Regions from separate parts of the Mus musculus genome. Here regions 2, 3, 4, 5, 6 and 7 are each linked to region 1. Evidence: chromatin contacts called from public promoter capture Hi-C data. All regions are on one chromosome and are shown on one strand. Each heading gives the region's core, a stretch centred on a gene start, on an enhancer-like site or on the middle of the called end of the contact. The rest is flanking DNA. Distances are from core to core; before and after follow the strand shown. Region 1 holds the start of Hmga1 (high mobility group AT-hook 1). Region 2 holds the start of Ergic1 (endoplasmic reticulum-golgi intermediate compartment (ERGIC) 1). Region 3 holds the start of E230001N04Rik (a long non-coding RNA gene). Region 4 holds the start of Atp6v0e (ATPase, H+ transporting, lysosomal V0 subunit E). Region 5 holds the start of Crebrf (CREB3 regulatory factor). Region 6 holds the start of Tead3 (TEA domain family member 3). Region 7 holds the start of Bnip1 (BCL2/adenovirus E1B interacting protein 1).

The links. Promoter capture Hi-C pulls out the DNA fragments that hold promoters and counts their contacts.
Region 2: a promoter capture Hi-C map of pre-B cells shows a contact between it and region 1, with 2.9 times the contacts expected there. The contact joins the promoter of Ergic1 here to the promoter of Hmga1 in region 1. A contact is called at or near these places in 2 of 39 promoter capture datasets (liver and pre-B cells) and 1 of 115 datasets of contacts at active chromatin or transcription factors (pancreatic cancer cells).
Region 3: a contact with region 1 is called in a promoter capture Hi-C map of pre-B cells, with 2.8 times the contacts expected there. The contact joins the promoter of E230001N04Rik here to the promoter of Hmga1 in region 1. A contact is called at or near these places in 1 of 39 promoter capture datasets (pre-B cells), 1 of 484 Hi-C or Micro-C datasets (Th1 cells) and 1 of 115 datasets of contacts at active chromatin or transcription factors (microglia).
Region 4: a promoter capture Hi-C map of pre-B cells shows a contact between it and region 1, with 5 times the contacts expected there. The contact joins the promoter of Atp6v0e here to the promoter of Hmga1 in region 1. A contact is called at or near these places in 5 of 39 promoter capture datasets (the 3T3-L1 cell line, hippocampal neurons, liver and 1 more) and 3 of 115 datasets of contacts at active chromatin or transcription factors (astrocytes, bone marrow-derived macrophages and pancreatic cancer cells).
Region 5: a promoter capture Hi-C map of pre-B cells shows a contact between it and region 1, with 4 times the contacts expected there. The contact joins the promoter of Crebrf here to the promoter of Hmga1 in region 1. A contact is called at or near these places in 5 of 39 promoter capture datasets (embryonic stem cells, hippocampal neurons, liver and 1 more), 1 of 484 Hi-C or Micro-C datasets (embryonic stem cells), 4 of 115 datasets of contacts at active chromatin or transcription factors (large pre-B cells, memory CD8 T cells, pancreatic cancer cells and 1 more) and 1 of 9 other capture datasets (adipose tissue).
Region 6: a promoter capture Hi-C map of embryonic stem cells shows a contact between it and region 1, with 3 times the contacts expected there. The contact joins the promoter of Tead3 here to the promoter of Hmga1 in region 1. A contact is called at or near these places in 1 of 39 promoter capture datasets (embryonic stem cells) and 1 of 484 Hi-C or Micro-C datasets (embryonic stem cells).
Region 7: a contact with region 1 is called in a promoter capture Hi-C map of liver, with 3 times the contacts expected there. The contact joins the promoter of Bnip1 here to the promoter of Hmga1 in region 1. A contact is called at or near these places in 5 of 39 promoter capture datasets (hippocampal neurons, liver, pre-B cells and 1 more) and 3 of 115 datasets of contacts at active chromatin or transcription factors (bone marrow-derived macrophages, memory CD8 T cells and pancreatic cancer cells).

What each region holds. Positions count from the first base shown.
Region 1 is chr17:27,554,759-27,558,339 of GRCm38.p6, forward strand. Hmga1 (high mobility group AT-hook 1) reads left to right here and starts at 1,816. Exons shown (of 5, transcript NM_001025427.3): 1 at 1,816-1,953.
Region 2 is chr17:26,559,569-26,563,149 of GRCm38.p6, forward strand. Ergic1 (endoplasmic reticulum-golgi intermediate compartment (ERGIC) 1) reads left to right here and starts at 1,944. Exons shown (of 10, transcript NM_026170.3): 1 at 1,944-2,064. The coding sequence starts at 2,045. 1700049J03Rik (a long non-coding RNA gene) reads right to left here. Exons shown (of 4, transcript XR_001782188.2): 1 at 2,522-3,581.
Region 3 is chr17:28,520,873-28,524,453 of GRCm38.p6, forward strand. It overlaps E230001N04Rik (a long non-coding RNA gene), which reads left to right and starts at 1,784. Exons shown (of 2, transcript XR_385504.4): 1 at 1,784-2,494; 2 at 3,547-3,581.
Region 4 is chr17:26,674,679-26,678,259 of GRCm38.p6, forward strand. Atp6v0e (ATPase, H+ transporting, lysosomal V0 subunit E) reads left to right here and starts at 1,718. Exons shown (of 4, transcript NM_025272.2): 1 at 1,718-1,900. The coding sequence starts at 1,797.
Region 5 is chr17:26,713,594-26,717,174 of GRCm38.p6, forward strand. It overlaps Crebrf (CREB3 regulatory factor), which reads left to right and starts at 2,057. Exons shown (of 9, transcript NM_029870.2): 1 at 2,057-2,181.
Region 6 is chr17:28,348,987-28,352,567 of GRCm38.p6, forward strand. Tead3 (TEA domain family member 3) reads right to left here and starts at 1,819. Exons shown (of 13, transcript NM_011566.4): 1 at 1,623-1,819. It overlaps Tulp1 (tubby like protein 1), which reads right to left. Exons shown (of 15, transcript NM_021478.2): 15 at 2,529-3,016. The coding sequence ends at 2,883.
Region 7 is chr17:26,779,150-26,782,730 of GRCm38.p6, forward strand. It overlaps Bnip1 (BCL2/adenovirus E1B interacting protein 1), which reads left to right and starts at 1,930. Exons shown (of 6, transcript NM_172149.5): 1 at 1,930-2,027. The coding sequence starts at 1,944.

The DNA.
Region 1 (3,581 bases), core at 566-3,065:
CGATTACAAAAACACAAGACACAAAACCGGCCGGTGAGCATATCAGGATGAAAAGAAGCAGAAAAATACGATCAAGCCAGTTTACTAGAAGTGGGCCAAGCAATTGGCGAAGCTTTCCGAAAGCCCATCCAGGAAGGAAGGGTATCCTTTTCTGGTACACACAGGTCAGAGGCAGTGTCCGCCCAGGGGCCACTACTACGTCGGAGGAAAAGGGCCCGCGGGGCCATTCCCAAACTCTCCCCCTTCAACACCACAGCAAGGGCCTAGTGGCCTAGGCTGCTGGCAATGACCTGTACCATGGGAGGATGTGGGCTGGCGTTGGTGGGAGTTGGCAGCTTGCTCAGCCACACCTCGCTACGAAGGTCCCCAGAGCTCGCAGCAACTTCGAGCCCCTCCAGCCAACTCGGCTCGCGGGGCACAAAGATGGAGGGCGCGGCGCGCTTCCACCCCGCCCCGCCCCCACGGCGGTTGCACACAAAGGGGCAGCCGCTCCTCCCCCAGACTGCCCCGGCGCCCTAGGCTCCCCTCCACCCGTTGGGAACGCCCCTCCATGACTTCCTCCTTCTCCAGGGGCACCCCTGGAACTGAGGGTCACCTGGACCTTGGTCCGGGACCCGCGGCCTGCCGTGGCCTCCCGCGCCTGACCGCTGCGCCCCACCCCCACCGAGCACGTGCTGCCCTGCGCCCAGGGCGCCATCCTACGGCCCGGGGGTGGGGGGTGGGGGGTAGCCGGGCCCGCCGCGCTCCCCACCCCCCACCGGAAACATTCCTGAGGCATTCCTGAAACTGGGAGGCCCGCCTCCCCAAGGCTCCCACCCCGCCTCCAGCCGGGCGCACGCTGGGCCCCCGCGTACCCTTCCACCGCCCGCGCGCCCCCCGAGGAGAGGGCTGACCGCGGAGGAAGGGGAACAGAGTTATGAGTCACAGTCGTGTGTCACTGGGCCCGAATTACGATTCCCTGCATCACGAGAGGTGTGGAAAGGCCGACTCGGGGAACCGAGGTGGGGAGGTGCGTCCAAGGGCCCGCGCCCGGCCTGCAGGGCGCGCCCCACCGCCCGCCATCTTCCCACTTAGGCTTCCTCCGGCCCAGCAACAAGTCTTTTGTTGACCCAGGCGCCCAGAGGCGGGAAACTCGAACCCCTGCCCTCAAGGGGCTTCCAGGCGCCCCTTGTCTTAAGTCGTAAGTCACGGGGGCGGGGAATCACACCAGAGGGACCTCGTGCTTCCTCAACACCAAGCAGCTGGCCACCCGTGGCTCCTCCCCGCGATGTCCCGGCGAGGCGGCCAATCGCTCGGCTCCTTTGAAGCCTGCACCTGGGTGGCGGCCGTTACTAGATTTAAACCGTTGGCGTTGGCCAAGTTTCACGTTTGGGTTTCACAAGACTTTGTTTTTTACGCGCCTGGAGGCCTCCGGAGACGCACACGCCGTCACCTGCTTGGTGGCAGAGGGGAATTAAGGAGAGGCCCTCGACATGGGCTGGGGGGGGGGGGCGGCGTCCGGGCCGCGAGAAGCTCCTTAGGGTACGCGTGGACGTCCGAGGGCACAGGCGTCAGCGCGCGCCTCCCCGCGAGGCCGGAGTCCACGGGGGGGCTCCTGTAGGTGTGTCCCCGGGTCCCCACTTAAACAGCAGGGCCGCCGTCACCGGTTCCTCCAACGCCAGGCTGCTCGGGAACTGTGAGAAACGAGGGCCGTCGGCGCGCGTGCCCGCGGAAACCGCGCGCACAGTGGCGAGCTACCCGCGCGCGGCGGCGGCAGCTGGCGGGCGGCCGCCCTTTTAAATCCCCGGGCTCATTTGCATGGCCCCGCCCCCCGGTGACACGGCTGGCGCGGGCGGGCCCGTCCCCCCTGCCCCTGGGTCGCTCTTTTTAAGCTCCCCTGAGCCGGGGCTGCGCTCCTCTAATTGGGACTCCGAGTCGGGGCTATTTCTGGTGTTGGCGCGGCTCCAAGAAGGCGTGAGTTCGCCGCCGCTCGGGTGGCTTCTTTTTTTCCTGTAGGTCTAGAATCTAATCACATTATTATTTATTGAGGCCGCGCACGGGCCGTGCCCAGCTTCCTGCCCCTCGCCATCCTCCAGGGGAGCGGGATCCGTCAGTGTTCCCTCGCCCCAGCTCGGATGTGACACACATCCCCGGCGGGGGCCCGGGCGGCGCGCACGCAGCGGTCTCAGCGCCTCTGCCCTCTCCCGGTTTCAGATCCGCATTTGCGACCGGCGGCGGTGGCGGCAGAGCCCAGGCCGGTGCCCTGAGCCCAGCCACGCCGCACCCGGCAGCCCCGAGCGCGCCCCGCCGGCGGCCTGCGGAGCTCGCGGTGAGTGTCCGCGGCGCGCCCGGGGGGCCTGCGGCGCGCGCTGCCCGCTTTATTCCCAGGCCCCGGGCTTGCGCGGGCCGCGGGAAAGGGGAGGCCGCACTGTGCTCGCAGGCGGCGGGGCCGGGGTGGGTGTCCGCGGGGCGCCGCGTCCTCCGGTCCCCAGGTTGAGGGTGCCCGGGTTGCGACCGTGGGGTGCGGAGACCCCGGGGAACGGCGCGCGGAGGGGGAGGGGGCGCGCGACTGCGACGAGCGCCGCTTGTGCACCCAGCGGCGCCCGTGCACCTCGCGCTCGGCGAGCCCGGCCTCAGGGAGGGGCGCGCGCTGCGCAGCGGCGGGAGGTGGGCGCGCGCCCCCCTCAGCCAGGGAAGTTCTAGAAGTGCGGGGGAGGGGCCCGGCGACCCGAGATTCCTCTCTGGCCTCTCCTCCGCCTTTCCCAGAGTAGTACTGTGCGTGGACGAGGCCGGATCGCGAGGGCCTGGGTTTCGGGGTTTCACCCCCCACCCCCACACACACCTTTGGCCCTGCCCCGCGCCTCTTCAACCTCCAGGGCCAGGCCTGCCCTCCGCCCCCACAAACTGGTTCCTCTGCTTTGCTGGGTTCTGTTAGAACTAGTCCCTTCGACTCCCCGTTTCTGCCCCCCCCCCCGCTTTGGTTTTCATGGAGAGAGGAAGGGGTTTTTTTCTTCCTGCGACTCGCACCAGGTTTCCTGCCCCCAAGGCGGGCTTGGGTGCCCCCTCTGGCAGGAAGTGGGGCCGGGCGCACCCGCGTGGCGGTGCATGTGGTCGGGGTGCGCCGTTTCCCGCGCCTAAAGGGCTCTGCGCCCCTCCCCCTCGTCCTAGCTCCTAGAAGCGCCGGCCTACAACCACCAGGCTGGGACGCCAGCGAAGGCATCCTCATTCTGGAGTAGAGGGCGCCTGGGTCTTAACCTGCTTCTCAGTAAACAAAGTGGCGGTCTGTAAGCATTCCGCAAGAACCTCCATTTTACCAAGTTGCTGTGTGACCTTGGGCTATTGAGGGGTCTTCTCTCTATATTTAAAGGGGGACCCTTTAAGACCCTTAACAATAGGCCTGCCGGGATGTTACTCCTCTGGTAGTTCTTGCATAGTTACTGAAACGTTGAGGAGCCACAGCGTGTGCACCCGTGTGAGAGACAGGCTGGAGGCCCAAGAGAGACACATGGGGCTTGGACTCCTAAATGTGACTTGGCCATGCCAGACCTCCCTGATGCTCAGAAACAGGTGGAAGAGGTGAGGTTTTCCTTGGCCTCGCTGGA
Region 2 (3,581 bases), core at 694-3,193, 1.0 Mb before region 1:
TGTTCTAAAAAGGGAAGACATGAGATCAATTGCCCACACCATACAACTTCTGTTTTGGGTTTATCTGTACCCAGTGGTTCCAGAAGGTCCCAGGATGCTTTTTCTTTCTGCTGCTCCCAGGCTCCAGGACTGGCTAAAACTTTCTCATTTCCCATACATAAGAGCATGGGGTGCGGGTGTTTGTTGAATGAATGAATGAATGAATGACGAATGAATGAATGAATAATGAATGAATGGATGAATGAATGGAAGGGGGATTCCGGTTGTCAGAAAGAGAAGAACCTGGTGGAATCGCCCATCACTGCAGACCCTGAATCTTGCTGCCCGCTTATCCTTCAGGAAACCAAGGAGCTTTTTATGTCAGGACACTGCCTCCCTGCCCATCCTGCCTTTTGAACTTGGATCCCCACTTTTCTCCTTAAGTTGTTGTCTTAAATCGCAGCTTTGAAGAAGGCATCAGCAGCAGAACCCAGGGAAGTTCAGAAGTCAGATTTCCCCTACATGGGTGTCCTAGTTTGCTTTTTCTCTGCTGTGATAAACTCCCACCAAAGCAGCTCTGGGAGCAAAGGGTTTATCTGGCTCATACATCCACACGCCCTTCAGGGAGTGAAGTCTGGGTAAGTAGGTACTCAAGGTAAGAACCATGAAGCAGGGCCGGGCGTGGTGGCGCACGCCTTTAATCCCAGCAGAGGGAGGTGGATTTCTGAGTTCGAGGCCAGCCTGGTCTACAAAGTGAGTTCCAGGACAACCAGAGCTATACAGAGAAACCCTGTCTCAAAAAAACCAAACAAAAAAAAAAAAAAAAAAAAAAAAAAAAAAAAAAAAAAAAAAAAAAGAACCATGAAGCAGAAACTGAAGCAGAGACCTGTGGAGGATGGAAGGCTGCTAATGGGCTCCACTGCTCATATGCAGTAGCTTTCTGATCCCAGGATCCCATCCTAGGAATGTTGCTACCCATAGAGGGCTGGGCCTTCCTACATCATTACTTAGGAACTAAGAAAACTTTACACACATACAAGCCCTTAGGCTAATGTAGTGGAGCCATTTCTTCAATCTCTTCCAGGTATGTCAGATTGACAACTAAGACCAGCCAATCACAAAAAGTTTAGAGTTCAGCTGCCTCCTCCTCTAGCCCAGCAAGTTGAGGGAGGTTTTCCTCTGTACTTCTGTGTTTCTGAGAATGGAGGCTCCTAGGGGCAATCAGCGGTATGTTACCATTTCTAACCGTGCAAACTCAGAGCCTCTGGATAACCCTGCAAGTTCCTGACTTCAGGTTGGTAGATGCTCAACGAGTACTGGTTGGCATCAATCCCGAAGAAAGATGATAGAAGTGGCTAGCTAAGCCCAACTCTAACAGGTGGAGAAGCTGTCACTAGATGCCAGGCTGTTCACTAAAGCAGGGCCCCAACTACCTCCTTTGATACCTATGAAAAGTTGAAAAGTGGGATTAACAGTTATACAGATAGAGAAAGGGGTGGTGGTGGATCTCGGGAGCCAGATGGCTTTTCCTAAGAAGCAAGGGATGGGTGGGAGGTGGGTGGACTTTCTCAATCTAGGACTGCGTTGCCCATCCCCCAGTTTTAACCTTCACCCAGAACTAGCACCAAGCATGGACCCGCAATTTGTAGCATTTTTCTCTGATCTTCACAACGCAATGGCTTTGTTTTACAAGCACAAAACCCACTGCCTGAGGCAGAGCGATTTGTCCTGAGGCCCCACTTACGCTAGGAAAAAAGATCAGAGGCCAAAAAGAACCAAAGCGGGAGTCTTGGAGACCTGGGCTTGGGTAGCATCCCACTCTCGGGCCTTCCCATTCAGCGGGCCCTCGGGCCCCTTTAATGGGGCGGCGGAAGGGGCGGCCGGTGGATGTGGCGGCGCCCAATGGGCTGCGTGGAGCGTCACTTCCCGGCGGCGGGAGGCGAGTGGCGAGTGTCGGGCAGGCTGGCGGGGGCGGGGCGGCCGAGGAGGCGTTGGCAGCGGGCTCGGACCCACGCGGCGCTGCGGCCCGCCTGGCCTGCAACGCTCCCACCGGCTCGGCGGCACGATGCCCTTTGACTTCAGGAGGTGAGTGAGGCCCCGGGCCCGAGGCCCTCTGCAGCCGGCGACGACCACCCCCCACCCCCCGTTACGTGCAAATGCGACCCTGGTGCACTGTGCACGCCTCGGCAGGCCCTAGGGGACCGCGGCCTTCCTCGGGGTTCGAGCCCTACCCCCACCCCTCGTGCAGCCCTGGCAAGCCCTCGCACTCTGTTTTCCACGGCGCGGTGTCCCCAGCTTGCCCCTGACATCTTTCATTCCCCTCCCCCAACCTGGGAACCAAATCTCCTCCCAAATCCCAAATAAAAGGAGCTCAGGCATCCTCAGGCTTTCTCCCCAGTCTTCCCTAGTGGACCCTGTCCTGGCTGACAGGTGGGGCCGCGCGCCTGGCTTTGCCCGGTGGGATCTGAGGGCTGCAGCCCCATTCAATCTGGCAGCAGTTGGAGAAGCTTAGTTCTTCAGAGCCTGAGAATCCTCTACCTACCAGATGTGGAGGCCTGTTCCCGCAAGCCATGGGGACAGTGCGGGAAGAGGAGGATGCTGGGATCTCGAGGTTCTGCAGAAGGTTCTTTGCCTCCTGGAACACCATTGTATAGGGCCAGGCCTTCTGGAAGCCTGCATGGGAAGGGCCTCCCCACCAGACATTCCCTTGACATAAGACGCTCTGAGATGCTCTGGGCTGTTGGGATACTTTGGAGCAAAAGGATTAGAAGCCTGGCTGTACCTCTCTACCCAGCTGCTTAGTAGATTCTCAATGTTAGAAGCAAAGGCTTAGGGTGCAGCCCCTCACCGCTCAGCTGGCTAACCCCAGCAGGTGTCTGGGCATGCTCAAAATATTGGTTTCACCTCTTGCAAATTGGTACTAAAAATAAGGTCACCACCTGAAAGACAGGGATTGTAAGGCACCCCTGACCCAGTCTCCATCACATGGAACTCAGAAGTAGGGCATCTGTGACTGAGGAGATCTGTGAGCGCTCCCCACAGCCAGAGAACGGGTATTCCTCCATTGGTCACAGTTTCCCCTCATCCTCCCCCTCTTACTGATGTGTATAGAGGCAGAACAGAGTGACAACCAATCTAAAAACGGCCCAAGATTCGGATCATGTGGTGGCATATGGGCAACCTGGGGTCAGGGCCCAGAGAGGACATTGGTTTCAGACCTCTTAACCAGCCAAAGTGGTTTTTAGCTCACTCTGGGCACTGGTACTATCTGGCAAACCAGCTTCCTGCTTGCTTGAGGTAGCCCCGGGGTCCATACCTGGGCTTAGACAAAAGCATACAGACCATGGTAGCTTTGAACCGAGAGGGCTTTGAGCCAGTTTTAGGGACACCCATTACCACAGTGTGCCCATGCAGAAAGAAGGGCAGTGGGCACATCCAGGCCCCCCCCTCAAACCTCCCAGGGCTGACCGGAAAGGGTCCCAACCCTCCTGTCCCCACACGGTTCTGCAAGTCCTAGGGATTTTGAGTTTGTTAAAGAAGTAACTGTTCTGGTTACTTCATCTTGTCAGTTCTCTGCCCCGCCTGCATGCCCCGCCTGCATG
Region 3 (3,581 bases), core at 534-3,033, 970 kb after region 1:
TATGTCCAGTCCCACCCAGCGTAGCACCTCCCTAATGCTCTCCCAGGTCGTCTTCTTTAAACATATACCGTGTACTGTACCTATTTAGTGAGTGTGGATGCAGGTGTAACATGGCTGAAGGTGGGAGTCACAAGACAACTTACAGAAATAGATTCTTTTTGCCATGTGGGTCCTCAAGACATCAGACTTAGCAGCAAGCACCTTTACCTACTGGAGCTGTCTTGCTGGCCCTTTGTCCCTATTTCTCACTCACCTCAGACTCCTCAGAGATTGGAGGAAGGAGCCGCTGACATTAAAGTTACCCTCAGGGAGTTTGTGCTAAGCTTCAAACACTTGGGGGCACAGAGTGAAAAGATAGCAGCTGCTGACATACCTGCTCCTGTGGTACAGCGCCACAGACAGGGGCAGAAGGCGCAGGGGAGGGGCTGTGGACATGAATAAATTGGTACAATGCTTGCCAAACATGGAGAAACATGAAGGAGACCCCAGCTCCCTCCATCCATGAGGTGGGGTGGGGATGTGAGGTACACACCTGTTATCCCAGCATTCCGGAGATAGAGGCAGGAAGATCAGATGTTTAAGGCTATTCTTGGCTAAATAGAAAATTTGAGATCAGCCTGGGCTAGAGATCTTGTCAAAAAAAAAAAAAAAAAAAAAAAAAAGCCTTTGTATGGCTGAGCCACTAGTTAGGTGTTCTTTGCAGGAACAGTCTCTGTCTCTGTCTCTGTCTCTGTCTCTCTCTCTCTCTCACACACACACACACACACACACACAGGTACTGTGATCCTACAGTCACCTCCCACCTCCTGACCTACCTGGGAATGCACCTTCCACGGGAGAGGCTCTGACAATCTCAACTCTATTTTGATCCTTTTAAACAGCCTCCAACCTGTTCTAGGTTTTATTGCTTAATTATGTTCTGTGGTATCCTCACCCCACCCCCACCCCCCACCCCCGTTTCCCTGTAGGCTGTAAACTCCTTCATGACTGGGTTAGGGGCAGGATTGTTCTTTGATACCATTTAATTATAGTCTAAAAATGAAGCCAGGCTTCATACCCACAGGCTTGGGTCCCAACCTGGTTCCAACACTTAGCTATCTGGCTTAGGGTCCTGGTTCCAACACTTAGCTATCGGGCTTAGGGTCCTCTGAGAGCTCAGACTCAGTTCCTAGGCTGTAAAAGGCACCAGAAATACAACAGGGCAAAGATCACAAGACCTAAAATGCTGGGAAGGAGTTGGTACGTGGTGAGCATGGAACACTTTGTCCTCCTTCCCTGAATAGCTGAGACCTTCCATGAATTAGAGAACCAAGTCTTCACTGATTAGTGCTCGCTCTGGGGTACTTGACAAGAGAAAGGAGACACTGAATAATTACATAGCGCAGTGGATAAAGGTGCCGCCAAGCCTGACATGAGTTGGGGTCTCACAAGGTAGAAGACGAGAACCAACTCCCACAAATTGCCTGCCCTCATATCTCCAGATGCACGTTATAGCACATGAGCCCCAGCCCCCTACAGTAAATTTAATAAAAAGGCATTACATCTATCCCAGGATCATATCCTGGGTGCATGGCCACTCCACCCGGCTTAGTGACAACCTGTGAACCGCAGACTTGGTGAGAGAAAAACAGTCCCTAAGAATGGCGCCAAGCATAAATATCTGTTGAATCAAAAATCAAGCGAGTCAATAAAAAAGCAAAGACAGAAACGTCCCACCCCGCCGAGCCCCCAGCCCAGCCGCACCCTGTCCTGGAGCCCTATTAAGCCATAGTCCCCAAAGTCCGCTTGTCTACAGCCCCGCCTCCGATTGCCTTGGAAACAGTGACGTTAATCGAGGGGGTGTGGCCTCTCTCCATCCTCTCAAACGTTGTGAGCCGCGCCTTAGCACAACCTGGAGGGGAAGATGAGGTTAAGGTTGCTGGGTACTCCCCCGTTCCTTAGGCCGGAGATAGCTAAGCACACCGGTCTGCGCCCACGAGAGAGCCCACCTTGCGCTTGCCCTTGGCAATTTAGCGTAAGATCGCGAGAGTGCGGGCCTGGGTCCCCGGGAACCGCCCCTGGCGATTTAGGGGGCTTCTGGAGACTGCAGGCTTGGGTCCTCGGAAGACCACCATACTCTCCACCCTCGACGTTGTCCTGGTGGGCGCAGTCCTGCGCCTACCCGGGCACCCCAGACTCGCTGCGCGCCCTAGGCGCGGGCGGGAAGGGGTTAAGCAAGGTGCTGGCTCGGGGCGCGGCTCACGGCGCGTGTGGAGGAGGGGAGCGGGGAAGAAAGTGAGAGCGGGGGCGGGGGACCCGAGCGAAAGAACATCCTGTGCCGCCGCCGGATGCGAGAGGCGGGGGCGCGGGGGAAGCTGGGCGATGCGCTCCGCCCCGCGCTCCTCCTCCCGGGCGCTGCCCGCTCCCGCGCTTCGTACTGCTTCTTCTGGTCCCCACGCCTTCGCGGGTCATGAGCTTGCCAGAGGGGCCCCTCAGCTCGAGTTCCCCGGCAGGGGTAAGCGCGGGGAGTATGGGATCCGCTGTGAGGAACGGGCGCCCCCCTCACCCCCCAAGCTTTTTCCGCTGCACACTGATGGCGAGCTGTCCCCTGCGCAGCGCTAGGATCGGCACCTTCTCTGAGCCAGTCCTGCTGCCAGTACTTTCAGGACTAACACAGAAAAGCTGGTTGTGGAATTCGAAGCCCTCACACTCCTGGGATTAGAACCGGAATCGGTCGGGCCGCAGGGGGCTTTTCACTGGGAATAGCGAAGACTCAAATCCCTTAGCTGATAAGGCTCGGGAGAGAGGCCTCTCGGAAGTCATGATAGGCGCTTGCCGACACAGTTCGATCCCCAGGTCGCACAAGGTGAAAGGCGAGAGCCACCGATTTACATAAATTGCCCTCTGACCTCCATACATGTGCCTTGGACACCCATGCTTGGGGAAGCCAGGTATGGTGGCTTTGAACCCAGCACTCAAGAGGCAGACGCAAGAAGATCTCTAGTTGAGGCCGAGCTCTTGGACTACTACATAGACTGGGGAAAAAAAAAGTTAAAAAAAAATATGGGGGTGGAGGGAGCTAGCTATCTAGGCAATGCTCTTTACTTGATCCAATCAGAAAAGAGCCTCACCAGCAGATACAATGGCGCTATTAATGTCAGCTTTTCAAAATACAGGCTTAGCACCAAACTGCTATGTAATGATGACCTTGAACTTCTGACCACCCATACCTCTACCTCCGGAGAGTGCGGGCAGGGCATGGGGGGCGAGGTTACAGAAGTGCAGCACAGCCGGGTGTATAGCAGACCCTCAACACCACCTGGAGCCCTAAGGACGCTGAAACACCCGTGGCCCACGCTTGGTTGAGGAGAATGAGGAAGTGGCTTTGGAGTTCCACGGGTGGATGATGGGCCTTAGGGGCAGCAGCTCAGCGAAGTGGGCTCAGGGTATGTACCCTGGTTTGTCGCTAGTGGAGGCATTGAAGAGGTCTAGGCTTGCCTCCTGCGCTTGAACCTCGTGGATCCTCATCATGACCGGTCAGTATGTGTCATGCTGCTTAATGCGCAGGTTCAGCCTCCACAGGCAGCTCCACGCGGCGGATC
Region 4 (3,581 bases), core at 468-2,967, 880 kb before region 1:
CCAAATTCCATGAATTTTGTTTGTTAGTTAGTTTGGTTGGTTGGTTTTGGAGACAAGGTTTCTCTGTATAGTCCTGGTTGACTAAAAATCTCTCTGTAAACCAGGCTAGCCTTGAATCCACAGAGATTCACCTGCCTCTGCCTTCTGAGTGTTGCTTTTAAAGGTGTGTACCACCATCACCTGACATAAATTACATGACTATTTTAAAGAAACAAATTATTTCAGATTACTAATGGTGAGCTGAGTGACTATCAAGACATGACCAATAGATGGACCTCCACTTCAAATTGAGTTCTGAGTCTAGTTTGGCCTGTTCCTAACTGCATGGTTCTGCCAGCCTTCACCTTCTAAATTCTGGGATTAAAAGTATGCGGCCACTACAGCTGGCTCAGTTAAAGTCTGAAAATCATTTGCAAAGATGGTACAGCTGCTGAAGGGTCCAATTAATTCAGGAATCCATTCTACTTGATGAAGAAATCAGGAGAGGTGGCTACTACGGGGAAATGGATCCACAGCCAGCACACTGGATTCAGCTGCCAGATCTCCCTTTTCATCTTGCTCTGTCTGCAAGCTTCTGCAAAACCAACCTCAGCTCAGCATGGTGCTTCACTGGCAATCCCAGCATTTGGGAGCTGTTGTGTTCCTCATAGCAAGTCCCTGGCCCCAAGGGAAAAAAAAACCTCCAAGAATTGCTCCCCTCCTCTGTGTCTCAGGAAGTTCATGGTGCAATGAGCCTACAATTCTGGCGAGCCACAATGATATTTCTGGCTAATTCCTATTCTTGTTTGTTTGTTTGTTTGTTTCGAGACAGGGTTTCCCTGTGTAGCCCTGGCTGTCCTGGTACTCACTCTGTAGAGCAGGCTGGCTTCGAACTCAGAAATCTGCCTGCCTCTGCCTCCTGAGTGCTGGGATTAAAGGCGTGTTCCACGATGCCCGGTGATAATTCCTATTCTTTTTTTTTTTAAGATTTATTTATTTATTATATGTAAGTACACTGTAGCTGTCTTCAGACACACCAGAAGAGGGAATCAGATCTTGTTACAGATGGTTGTGAGCCACCATGTGGTTGCTGGGATTTGAACTAAGGACCTTTGGAAGAGCAGTCGGGTGCTCTTACCTGCTGAGCCATCTCACCAGCCCCGATAATTCCTATTCTTATTGAAACTGTTGTGACAACTGGCGGGAATGCAAAGTAGGGCCTGGTCATCCTCAGCTGTCCATCTTCTCTGGAGATGTGACCTCTCTCAGATGGCTGTCAGATTTACTTCTGTAACTCAGACCCTGGCACTCTGTACAAGACACACAGCAGCACCAACGATTAAGAGCCTTACAACCGTGAAGTTACTTACAATGCGACTGTGATTCTTCACTTGCAGCAGAGATGGCGATTGTGAGTAGTTCATGGGCTATGGAAGAATGCAAAGCAGGAGCCTAGCATACAAGACTCTAGAACAGTAGTCCACTATTGTAGGTTTTACTTATTTATGTCTGCGCGTAAAATATAGATAAAACTGTAAATGACACATCACCAAAATGGGCCTAAGTTCTTTCCAGAAAACTCTGCTGGTCCCCTCCCCGGTGGCTGGAGGTTCATCTCAGTCAAGCCCCATGGAACCACAGCCTTGAGACTAGCCAGGTAAGGGCGGGGCTCTAGTCTAAGGGGCGGAGTCCGACGGTCGAGTCACGCCGCGCGCAAAGGGCGGGGCTTTAGCGCGCCGATCACGTGAGCCTCTGTTGACACTTCCGGGTGGGACGAGAGCGAGGCTCCGGACCGATTCGGCTGCTGGGGCGCAGGCATGGCATACCACGGCCTTACTGTGCCTTTGATCGTGATGAGCGTGTTCTGGGGCTTCGTGGGCCTCCTCGTGCCCTGGTTTATCCCCAAGGGTCCTAACCGGGGGTAAGTGCGCCAGGTCCAAGGTGGTGGGAGCGGAGGACCCCGGTGGGAGGATCACGGAGAGAAGGATCGTACGTGGAGGACTACGGCGGGAGGATGAGGCGGGGTGGACCACAGAGGGGAGGACCGCATGCGCTCCTCAGAGCCTGTCAACGTCCCCGGCTGGAGGGTGAGGTCACCTTTGGCGGCCCCTCCCGGAAGTGAATTTTAGGGAGTGCTTTTTGTCTTGATGGACTAAAAGTGTGCACTTCGACTGAAGAGAAATTAGGGCGCCTCCCAAGCCACTGTCGCTGCTTTGGTTCTGTCTTTGATGCACGGGAGGCTTTTTGCCTAAACCTCAAAGAAAGGGATCTGAGAACAGAAATCTCCCTCTCGCCCCCTTGCTGTCGCAGTTTCGGACTCAGACAAGCTTGATGCAGAGCGTTAAGTTCAGCCTTTGCAGCTAGTGGGCCCAACCCAAGCCAGGGTGAGCCTGATCTAAACGAGGTTAAATCACCCAGAGCTGAAGGCATTGTGTAGAAACCTCTGCGTCATACCTTCCAGGGCGCTCCTGCCCTTACTTGTAAACAGTATTTACAGTGGTTGGCCAAGATTTTCATTCCCCCATCTAAGGTTTGCAGAATACCGTTTTCTCTGTTTGGAGATAAACTTCTGTATTGCAGTGTAAAAACAAACCTTTTCAGAGGAGCCTAGGGCACCCTCTTTCTAGTTCCTCTTTTGAATTAAGTAATTTTTTCCCTCTCACTCAAGATCATGTGGAGGTGACACTTGATCTTAAGTAGTAGTGTGTCAGAAACGTCTCTTGCTTTAATGGTTAGACACTGAATGGTGGGTACATAGTGTTTAGCTCCACAACACTTTGTAGAGTAGACAATGTTTACTGAGTGGGCCATTTTGATTAGAGAAAGTTTTACTGTGGGTTTCTTTGTTTTGGGGGGGCTTTGGGGGGTTTGTTTGTTTGTTTGGGGGGGGGGTCAAGATAAGGTTTCTCTGTGTAGCCCTGGCCATCCTGGAACTCACTGTGTAGACCAGGCTAGCTCAAACTCAGAAATCCACCTGCCTCTGCCTCCCAAGTGCTGGGATTAAAGGTGTGCGCCACCACGCCCAGCTGAAGTTTTACTGTTTTGTGATATTGGCTTCTATTACTGTCTGGAATACACTGACTTTTAACAGTGTTTTTTCTATTAGCCTAAGAAAGCACTTTTAAAGATGTATGTATTATTTTATGTATATAAGTGTATAGCTGCATGTATGTAAGGGCATCATGCGTGCAATGTCCACAGAGGCATTTGGATCCCTTGGAATTGGAGTTACAGATGGTCATTAGCTGTCACGTGGGTGCTGGGACTTGAATCTAGGTCTTCTGGAAGAGCAAGTGTACTTAACCAAAGAGCCATCTCTCCAGGTCGCAATTAAATGGCTTTTGAAAGGGAAATGATAGGTGAATATCTGTCCTTTGCAAGCATCAGGGAGGCTCCACTTCTCAGTAACAGTCCTACAGCGTCATCTGCGGTTTACAGCAGCTGATGTGGTATCTGGGCTCTGCAGTTATCAAAGTAATTTGTAGTAACTGAGTACTGAGTCCATTTAGACACTTTTTTTTTCCTCTTGGAGTTAGACAACAAAATGTCTCTGTTGTGTTTAAACCAACCCTGTTCCGTTCCACCACTGTCTGTCTTTCTGG
Region 5 (3,581 bases), core at 807-3,306, 840 kb before region 1:
GTGTTTGCTTAAATTTAACTCCTGTGTATGAATGTAGGCATGTACACATGTTCCATTGTCCACACCGTTTTAGATAGGGTCTCATCATCACTGTGTGCCAGGCTGGCTGGCCTGTGAGTTTCTGGGGTTCTCTTGTCTCAAACTCCCATCTCCATGAAGGAGTGCTGCGATTACAGATGTTCCTGATACACGTCCGGCTTTCACATAGGTTTTGGAGATTCAAATTCAGGTCCTCACATTTGTGTGATAAGTGCTGTACCCACTAAGCCATCTTACCAACCCTATGTAAATTATTTCACCCAGTTCTTACACCAATCCCATTTTTACAAAGGTAGAAATTTAGCTTCCTGGTTCACATGTGGTAAAGCAAGGATTCCAATCCAGGTTACTATTAAGCCTGTAACATAGTGACTGGCTATTTAATGTGCTTGGCATGGAGAACATAGGACAAGAGACATTGCTAGTCCCACCCCACCTTTGTCAGGATTATGATCTAGGCAGACTTTTTATCCCCAAATCCATGGTTGCTTGCTTTTGAACCAGGGAGCAAATTACAATGTAGTTCACACTCACCCTGAACAGAGACACACCTGCCTCAGGCTCCCCAGTGCTGAAGTCACAGGTGTATGTCATCACCTCTCATCCCAGACCATGATGGTGATAGTGAGACGCTACCACAATGGTTCTCAACCTGTGGATTGTGACCCCTTTGGAGGTCCAATGACCCTTTCACAGGGGTAGTCTAAGCCTATCAGAAAACACATTATATTACGATTTATAACAGTAGCCGAATTATTGTTTTGAAGTAGCAATGAAAATAATTTTATGGTTGGGGTCACCACAACATAAGGAACTTTAGGAAGGTTGAGAACCACTGATCTACCACTTGCCTGAGTCTTTGTGCATGGGGGAGGGGGAGTCTTAATTTGGCGGGGAGCGGAAGGTTACTTTGAGACTTGGTCTTATCCGGGCATGCAATTCAGTGTAGCTAAGAACACACTTCAATCTTCCTGCTTCCTTATCTCCAGTGCTGAGATCACAGGGGTCAATCACAATACCCCCTTCCTACATCCTCGCCTGCTTTGAAACCCCGAGTACTCCCAAGGGAAAACTGTTATTTGAAGGGAATCTGATGAGGTTTCTCTGTCCTTTAGTCTTCTTTTCCTATGCTTAAGAAAGTATGTTTTTCTGTGTCCATATGTGTGTGCGGGTGCAGACCAGTAACCCTGCACCCAGAAGACTAAGACAGGAGGGTCCAGAGTCTAAAGAGATTTCTGGAAACACAGGCTGCTATAATTAGGTAGGTTGTTTCCTTGAACAATAATTCTCCTGAGGTTTGTTTTTGTATTTTTTTTAAATAGTTCTCTTATCGTATGTGTCTGTTCGGAGAACTATTTGGGATAATGAACCTACCACAAACTACACATCCGATAAAATATCAACAGGATTAAGAGGCGTAAATCATCACATTATCACAGGTTAGACAGTCTTGTCCATAAAGCATCTAGTAGCAGTTTCTACAGCTGAATACAGGTCCTATCCCAAAGATGTATGCAGCCGACTCAGGGTCTGGGGATCCAGACTCAATAAATATGAGTTGATGAATGAACAAACAACTGAAGGCCAATTCAATCGGGGAACAGGAACGTCATTTACTAAACAGAATGTCGATGCAGCCCCCTACTAATTAATATTCCTGTAATCCCCCGTGGTTCAGTTAAACTGTAAAGTGGGCATTTGGACTCCTTGGCCTTCATCTTAGTTCTGAGGCTACAGACTGAATATGGAAGCCTCTGAAAAGAACATCACGCACGAACGCGAGCTTACTGCTCGCTATCCCCAGCGGCCCACGCCCACGCTCAGCAGCAGCCTACTAGCCCCCGCTCCGCCCTCTCTTCCTGGTTTTCCCCAGCAACCCGCCCCTCTGGTGTCACGTGACGGGCGCTAGCCCGGCCGAGCCTCTGATTGGCCAGACTTCAGGGCGCCTCGCGATTGGCCTGGGGCGGCGGGCCCCCGCCTCCCTCCTCCTCCTCGCCGCGGCCCACGTGAGGGGGGCGAGTCACGCGATTTCCGGGAACCCGTCAGGAAGGACATAAACAAAACAAACCGAGGCAGCATGGAGACGGCCCGCGGCCGCGTAAGCGCGGCCGGATCCAGTGCCTGAACCGCCTTCAGCCTCAGGTGAATGCCGAGCGGTCGCACGGGCGGGCGGGATGCAGCGGCAGAGAACCGCGGGTGAGAGGCGCGGGTGCCCGGCTCCGGGAGAGCGGGGCGGGGGCCGCCGGGCCGAGGGCGCGCGGAACGGGGTCGCCGATGCGAGCCGAATCGGGCTGCCCCCGCGGCCGACGGTTATATAAAGGGCGGGCGCGCGCCGGCGGGCGACCCCGTTAGGGCCGTGCCCTTTGCGCTCCCGGGAACCAGGGATCGCGACTGCCGGCAGCCGGCCTGTCAGAGCGGCGAGCGGGTGGGAGGGGCCGGGAGGGAGGAGAGGAGAGGAGAGGGGCGTGTGAGGGAGACCGGCACAGCTAGTGTTCAGAAGGCTCCGGACGGAGGAGCGGACCGGGAGAACTCTGGGCAGGGGCGTCGTGGGGCTGCTGTTCCCCCCGGCCCCTCCCCGGAGGCTGCGGGACTGGGGCCTCCCTCTCGGGATTTGTTTATATGTCCTCTCTAAGCAGCTTGAAAAGCCCGGAGGCGGAGCCCTCGCTGTCGAGTGGCGGCCGGTGCTGTCCAATGGAGGAGGCAGACGGGGTCCGTGGCGCCAATGGGCGCAGGGAGGCGGTGCCGCGCCCCCCCTCCCCCCCAGTAAGTTAGGCTGTGCTGGGGGTTGGTCCGACAGGGCGGCCATATTAGATGGGAGGGGACGGGCCTGGGGACGGGGGTTGTCACTGAGCGGGGCGGAGACGGGGCAAAGGGCGAGGAGCCGAGCCGAGCGGGGCGCGGGCCGGGCGGGCTGGGTGTGGGCTAGAGTCCCGGAGGGACCCGGAAGATGCCCGGAGGAGCCTGACCCGGCTCAGCCGCTCCCGAGTGGAGGCGGCCAGGGAAGTAGCGAGGGCAGTCTAGCCTCCCAGGGGGCGGTTCCTGGGTCTAGATGAAGCTTGGTCTCTGGCGTCTCCTTCTTGGTCGGCTCTCCGCTGCTTGGTAGATCCTGCCACCAAACCCTTTAATCGCCCACCTTTAACCCAAGAAAACAAACCGTTTTGCTACTTCTGAGCAGGCCTGAATCTTAAGACTACCTTAAGGAGGTATTTCTGTAGTTAGGGGTGTGTTTCTGTACCAGGTCTCCCGTGTAGAGGCAGGCATTCAGAGGAACTTCTGCTTTTCTGGGTATTGCAAAGAGAAAATTGGGACTGGAAAAGCAGACAAAATTGAGTGAGCGGCGTTTCTATCCACCCCCCCCCCAAAAAAAACAAAAACAAAAACAAAAAAAAAAACGTGGATATCTTCCAAAGATCAGGCCCTTGTGTTTCAAGTCTTAATTTGCCTCCCTTGCTCACATAAATTGGAAGCTAACATACTTAATGAGAAAACAGCCTTGAGAAAAGTATTTAGGTCTGATGAGTCTTTAGACTTTTGTCTATCCA
Region 6 (3,581 bases), core at 569-3,068, 790 kb after region 1:
CAAACCAGAGACCCAGCTCCTGCCCTTGGTGGAGCTATCTTTTTATGCGTATTTCTTTTCTCCCGACAGCAGAACTAGTTAGGGTCTAAAAATTCAGTGATGGTGGATGAGAGACTCTGGATAGACACACACCTGTGTGTGTGTGTGTGTGTGTGCACTCAAAAGATTTCCTGCCAACCACTGGCCATTCTGTTCCCCAAAGTGCTAATTAGCATTAATTACAGTTCCCTCCCTGGAGGTGGGGAAGGCCTGGCTTCCAGCCCCTCCCTGAGGAGGGGGGTAATTCAGTCTCCTGTCCACTCTTGGCCCAAGGGATAAGTAGACAGACCCTCACCCTTCCCATGAAGGAAGAAAAGGCTTGTCAGACAACGGGGAAGACCAGAGTGGGAAGGGAAGACCGGATGCCCTCAACTGCTTTAACAAGTGTCAGGAGAAGGAGGTCTGGGGACTAGGAAGGGCAGAGGCATAGTCCTTACACCTTCAACTAATAGCTGCTTTCCCTCCTGGCAGCAGCCCGCAGCTGGTTGTGAGTGTAGGGGTGTCCCAGACCCCAGCACTGAGGCAAAACCCTGTGTGTACAGATCCAGGCTACGAGAGTTCAAATACACGGAGCCACCATGGACACCAGTCCCTCAAAGCTGTGTCCAGCCCCCACCGCCATCCTCCGGGCTAGGCTACAAGTCCAGGCCTGACTTGGTTCTGCCCCTACCTGGAGAGAGCTCGAGATACAGAGAGAGGGACACAGGCCCTGAGAAGCCCGGCCCTAGGCTTCGTTCGTTCCCTCTTGCTCTTTAAAAAACTAAGCCCTCAATCAGGGCCCCTGTTGGGGGGGGGGGGGGGGGCGGGTAGAGTAGGGGCTAAAGTGACACTGCCCCGAAGGCCTGCTGGGGCTAGAAAACAGACCCACATCAGCGCTCCAGCCTCCCTTCCCAGGCAGGAATAAAGACGTGACAGACAATGGAGAGGACCCGAGTGGGAAGGGAAGCCCTGTCGCCCACAATTGCCTTAACAAGTTCTCCGGAGAAGTGCGGGGAAGGCCCCAAATCCAGCCGCGTCCCGAGCGAGGCTCCTGGAGCAAGGAGCTGGGACTCGCCCCGAGGCGGGCGGCAGAACTGTAGGGGACAGGCGTCCCCCCACGCCTTTGGGTGCGCACACGCTCCGGGCTCACACTGTGGCTTCCAGACACCCGGGCCGGGTCCCAGCGCAGCCGCGAGCAGCGCGCACACCGGCGCGCCCTGGCTAAGGCCTGCGTGGAGCCCGGGGCTCGCGGGCTCTCGGGAGTCCAAAGGGCGCCCCGGATACGAGTCCCGGCGCAGGCCTTCCAAGCCCGCGGCTCTGGGCGCACACCCCGGCACACGGCGGGGCCAGGCCCGGGCACCCGGGACACTCCGGGCTTCCCAGCCTCCGGGTCGCGGGGGGGTGGGGTGGGTGGGCGGGGCTTCCCGGAGAGCGTCTCCCCCCTTCCCTCCAAAGTTCCCGGCACCCAGGTCCTGGGCTCCGGCGCGGGCTGGACAATAGCTCAGAACCCCTAGAGTGTCCCGGGTCCCCGCCATCCAGAAGCCACCCGAGCAGAGCAGTCACCTCTGCGCGCGAGGCCTCCGAGTTGCATTCCCCGGGCTTACCTGCTCCGAGCTCCGGGGGGCGCTCCGCCGGGCCGCTCCGCCGGGCCCGAGGGAGTAGTGAGGGGGGCCGGGAAGGGGGGTCGTGGGCAGGGGGATGGCCGGAATGTACGGAATGAGCCCGGCCGGAGCGGGAGGTGCTGGGCGCGGAGGAGGGAGCGAGCGGGACGGAAAGTTTGTGTTGAGGGAGCCGGGCGGGGGGTGGGGGCTGCGGGCGGGAGGGGCGGGACCGGTAGGCGGGGCCAACGGCGGGCGGGCCCACGGGTGGGCGGTGCTATTTGGGGGGAGTGATCTAAGGCGGGCCGGGGCCTGCTGTCTCTCTAACCACCCAGTCCCAAGAACGCCCGTAGCTGTGGATTCACACTCCCGCGCACCCCATTCCTCGCTCGTCGTCTCAGAGTTCCCACCTCCCCTACACAACCCCCTTGTGGGTACTCCGCTGAATCTAGAGGGATCAGGTCTGGGGCGGAGCCAAGAGGAGAGCTCTGCCCCCTAGGCTGAACTCCTTGGAGGTGTTTAGGGTCCTGGGGAGCCGCGTCCTCCGCATCCAAATGACCCGAGCGCGCACGGGGTCTCGGGCTCCCCACCCTTCTACTCGGGTCCCGGGCAGCCCAGGCCTCTGCAGCTCCCCTCCCGCCCAGAGCCCGCCCCCCACTCCGGGGCCTCAGACTTGGCTCCGCCCTGCCCGGACCCGGTTTGTCTGGTTCTCCCCGAGTGGCTTGTTTCTCGAATTTCTCCCTTTCTCCCTCTTCCTCTACCTCTAGGGCCCTCCCTCTCCTCCCTACTGGCGGAGAGTCGGGGGCCCGGACCCTGTGCGCTTGACGAGGTTCCATAGAACAGAAGGGGACGCGGGAGCGCGGGGCCAACGCAGGCACCTGAGTTTACACACATGAATCCAGAAACTACCGATGCGTTCAGCCTCGGACGTGACTTTATTGGGGATGTGGGTCCCTGGCTCTGCTTCACCATCGTCCCCTCCCCACCCCCTACAAACCCCCCAGCGCGGGGTCGGAGGGGCCTCGAACATCTGACTCCGGCTCTCTGACAGGAAGTGACTGGGGAGGAGGGGGCGAGGCAAGTACTTTTGGGCGACCAGATGTTCATCTCCATCCCCTCTGCCTCAGCCGGTGCCAGGCTGGGGGAGTGGAGGGGGGAAATGCCCGGAGGTCACGGAGAGGGGTGAGCCCTTCCATGGGAGCTGTGGGGGAGGGACCTTGCCACCCCCAACCGAATGCTTTCCCAGCGCTGAGGAGCTGTGGGGGGTCACTCGCAGGCCAGCTTCCCGTCGAAGCTGGAGAGGGCGATGGCGAAGGCCTGCAGAGCACACAGCGGGTACCGGTAGTCTAGGGTGAAGGCGTCCTCAGCCACGCGGCCGAACTGCAGCACTATATAGTCAGCTGTGAAGACAGACCGTGGGGTGACCTTGGACCCCATCTCGACAGGCAACCCCTCAACAAAACGAGGTCTTGCTCCTTGATGTGGAGTCATAGCCCCCATGCAGCTTCAGGCCACCTTCCCCGTTCTGGGTCATCCAATCAGCCCAACCCAGCCGCTACAGGGTCTGTCACACGGAGTCCGCAGGGCAGGGGCCCTGCGGGGTCTGTCACACGGAGTCCGCAGGGCAGGGGCCCTGCCTTATCATCCACCACCTGGGGCTACAGTAAACCTGTAATCTAGCAGTACAGGGAGGGACCCTGTCAAACTTGCCCAAACCAGAACCCTCCCTCACCGAGTTTTCAGTTGTCTTTTGGCCTCATTCCTCTGGCCTGCCCATAAGGCTAACCTTTGACCGCAGTTCAGACCCTTCTCCAACCCCAGGCGTTCCCTCCCTTAGCCATTAGCGCTGGACTCAGGCCTCTCCCGTTCTGATCAGGGCTATCAGCAGCAATCAATCAGCCACCCCCCTCCCCTTTCTCCCTTTTCTATCTCTTCTGAGACTAGACTTCTTGTAGCCAAAGCTAG
Region 7 (3,581 bases), core at 680-3,179, 780 kb before region 1:
GAACCGAAGTGAAACAAACGGGGGGCCCTTTAGTGTTGAAGCCACTAAGTAACCTAGAAAGTGTGAAGCTGGTTCTGCGTCTCACACTGTGAACCACATATATTTCAAAATGGCTAAGCATACAAGTGGGTTTTTAAAGAATAAGCAGTAGACAGACACGCTGATCCTTGTAGAAGAGGAAGGACTTTTTAACATAGACCCAAGTCCAGAGTCATGAAGATCTCCCAATGCTATGCAAAATTATGGAAATTTAAATCCTCTTTAAGGCAAAAAAGCACCATCAGCAAAGTCAGAGTCTACAAATTCTGCAGCTCATGTGAATACTAATCTCAGTCTCATTCATTATGAGAGATGCAAAAGAAAGGAGTTTTTTTGAAAAAGAGACAAAATGATAACACCAGTGTCAGCACACCAAGCTGGTAGGGCTATAAGGAAATAGGCATTTCCACAGTTTTGCTCATGCAGTGTAAACTGATATAACCAGTATGACGAAACAGGCTTCACACCACAGTCCTGGCTGGCTTGGAACTCATGGGGATCTCCCTGCCTCTACCCCTTGAGTGCTGGGATAAAGTCATATGCTACCACACCCAGATAAAAAGGATATAGGAAAGCTTGTGTGGAGCTAAAATGCATGTCTAGTAGCTGCGGTGTTAATCAGTGCCTGTAATTCCAGCAGTTCTAGGTCATCCTTGGCTACATAGGTAGCTGGGAACCAGCTTGGGCTCTGTGAGACCCTGCCTCAGAAAAGCAAAGAAAATACTTAGGGCCTTTCACCTGTCCCGTGTGTTCTGTCATCGTCCTCCACCCCCTCTTCCTTCCACTTCTATAGCCTAACAAATCAAGTGCAGCTGCTGGGCAGAAGCATTTCATAGAAAATGGCCGCACGTAGGGAAGTAACTCCCAGAGTGTTTCTTAACAGTACATGTATAGCAACTAGTGAGCACTGAGTTCAATGCTACATTATCAACACCTCATTCCATCCTCTAGGTGACCTAACTTAGGAGTGATGCTACTGAGGAAACTGATTACAAGCCTGGAATCCAGGCCTTTGATACTTGCAGCCAGCTACTGAGCACCTTTTAGGAAGTGGGTGGTACAGGGTGCTTTGGGACAGGTAGGCGTGGAGACTGGGGGCTGTGTGTGCAGTTTGAGAAAAACATTTTAAAAAGAGGGAACCCATATCCAAGACGACAGAGCCTGGAGAATCCCGGAGGGTGGGGGAAAAGTGTCCAGTGGTGTTGAGGGCTTAAGAAATAATAATTTTAAAAAACACTACCCTTCTTTGAGGTTTGCACTGACATTGTTTCTATCACACCACACAGTCAGAACTACTCCTATGAGATACTTGGAATCCAATTCTACACAAAGGGCAGGACCAGAGCCATAGAAATGTGTAAGGACAACAATGCAGGATCATGGTTGTACTAATGGAGGTGCCCCAGTGACCTGTATTTAAGTCTGCACCTTTACAAGTTTTGTGTCTTCCTCCATAATGCATACCTACTGTATACATTTTGCTTTAAATTTTAAAGAAAAAAAATGTAACTTTGGTGACATCCGAATTGATCCTTTTTTTTTTTCCATCCAAAAGGTCACTAGAATAGCGGGTTGTTGTTGTATCTCTAGTACTGGGAACAAACCTGAAGGCCATGTGGCATGCCAGCCTATCATCACCTGAGTTGTATTTTCCCCTCCCCCCCACCCCAACTCTAATGGTTCTTCATAATCACATTCCACTTTTCCGTTTAGTAGGAGCAGACCAGAGAAGCTGTGCGTGTTCTACGTGACAAGAAAAGTTTCAGGTCTGGACTCTTGACCTGGTTTGATCCACACGGGGTCTCCCGCAGCATCACATTTGAAGAAGTACGGAAAGGCGGGCAGGAGCCACGTGAACGCGTTCAAGCTTGGCTGCTGCCGCTCGCCGTAGCCGCATTTCCAACATGGCGGCTCCCCAGGATGTCCACGTCCGGATCTGTAACCAAGAGATTGTCAAATTCGACCTAGAGGTGAAGGCGCTTATCCAGGTACAAATTCTTAGGCTCCTGTCCGGCTCTCGATGGCCGCCTTGACATCTTCCAGAATATTCGCGCCTGGTCCGGTTCCAGGATGGCTCCTAAGGCACCATTCGGTCGGTTCCCCGAGATCACTGACCTTCAGGCTTTTCTTTTGTGAACTGTTGGTTTGCCCACCCCTGAGTTACCCTAACACGCCGCTCCCTTTCCTTGGACTGCAGCCGTGCTGGGCTAGCCCGCCCACCCGCATTCTCGGCTGTAGCCCCGCCCCACCCCTCGCCCTGCTCGCCTCCCACGCCCACTTCCCTAAGTTAGGGACCCTGAGGCACCCAAAGCCACCTGGCCCGACAGTCCCTGCCCGAAGCTAACTAAGTTAACCTGGGACGTGGTTGTAATTTTTTGAACAAAGAATTCAAATATTGTGCAAGATCCTGGGTCAGAAGGCAGGCAGTGCCAGTATTAGGACCTGGATGGGGAAAGCCAGCCTAGGAAAATCATTTTAGAGCTTCCCTACCCGGAAACAGACTGGAAAATGAGGCGCTTATCTGGAAGCAGGTCTTAAGTAGGAGACAGTAGTGCAGGAACACAAGCAAGAACAGGGAATGTAGAAATGGCTCCAGAGTTTGGCAAAAAGAACCCAACCGGCTCAGAATACAAGCTGTGACAGCAAATAAGGAAAGGGTAGGGGTGTGACTCCGCTGGTGAGGACTTTGCCCAGCACTGGGTTCGCCATCCCCAGTGCTGCATAAATGGGCTGTGCCTAGCTGTTGGGGTAAGCTTGGCTTTACTAGCCCCTATAAAAAGGAGCATGGAGAGTAGTGCTCTCTGGTAAGCCAGATGTACACTCTGCCACATTAGCAGTTTATCCTGTGCTGTGAGGAAGTGTTGATTTTGTGAGTAAGCTAGAGAACAGGTAAAGAAACGCCGCAAACTTTACTCCTGAGATGTGCAAACAAAAAAAATGGGCCAATTCTAGAAAAATAAACAAGATTTATACAAGTGAGATTACCAGAGGCTGGGGGTAAATTTAGCTCAGAGTAGAGTTAAAGTTTAGCCATGTGCAAGGCTCTAGTTTCAGTCCTCAGAATGCACATGTAAATACATATACATACATAACACAGAGTTGCTAGGGTAGTGGCTCTAGCACTTGGGAGGCATAAGCAGGACCATCATGCATTTGAGGCCAGCCTGTACTACATAGAGTCTTCAAAAAAACAAAACAAAAAAACCCTTATATCCAAAATTTGAAAAGTTGGGTTTTCATATTATATCATAATATAAAATTATGTAATAGCATCATAATACTTCATATTATCATAGTTTCCTGTTAGGTAGGCCTCTGGTGACATATGTGTTTTGGGTTCTTATGGTTACTAGTGAGTAAGCATAGCCCCATACATTGTATTCTTTCAGTGTTCCAGCTATTCTGCTAAGTGTTCTACACAGAGAAATACCATCTTGACGTAGGTAAGGTGAAGAAATGGAGGCACAGAGAACTGAAGTTTTCCAAGACTGCACTAATAAATTGCTATACGCAGGATTTGAATATATGTAGCTTAAGTCTAG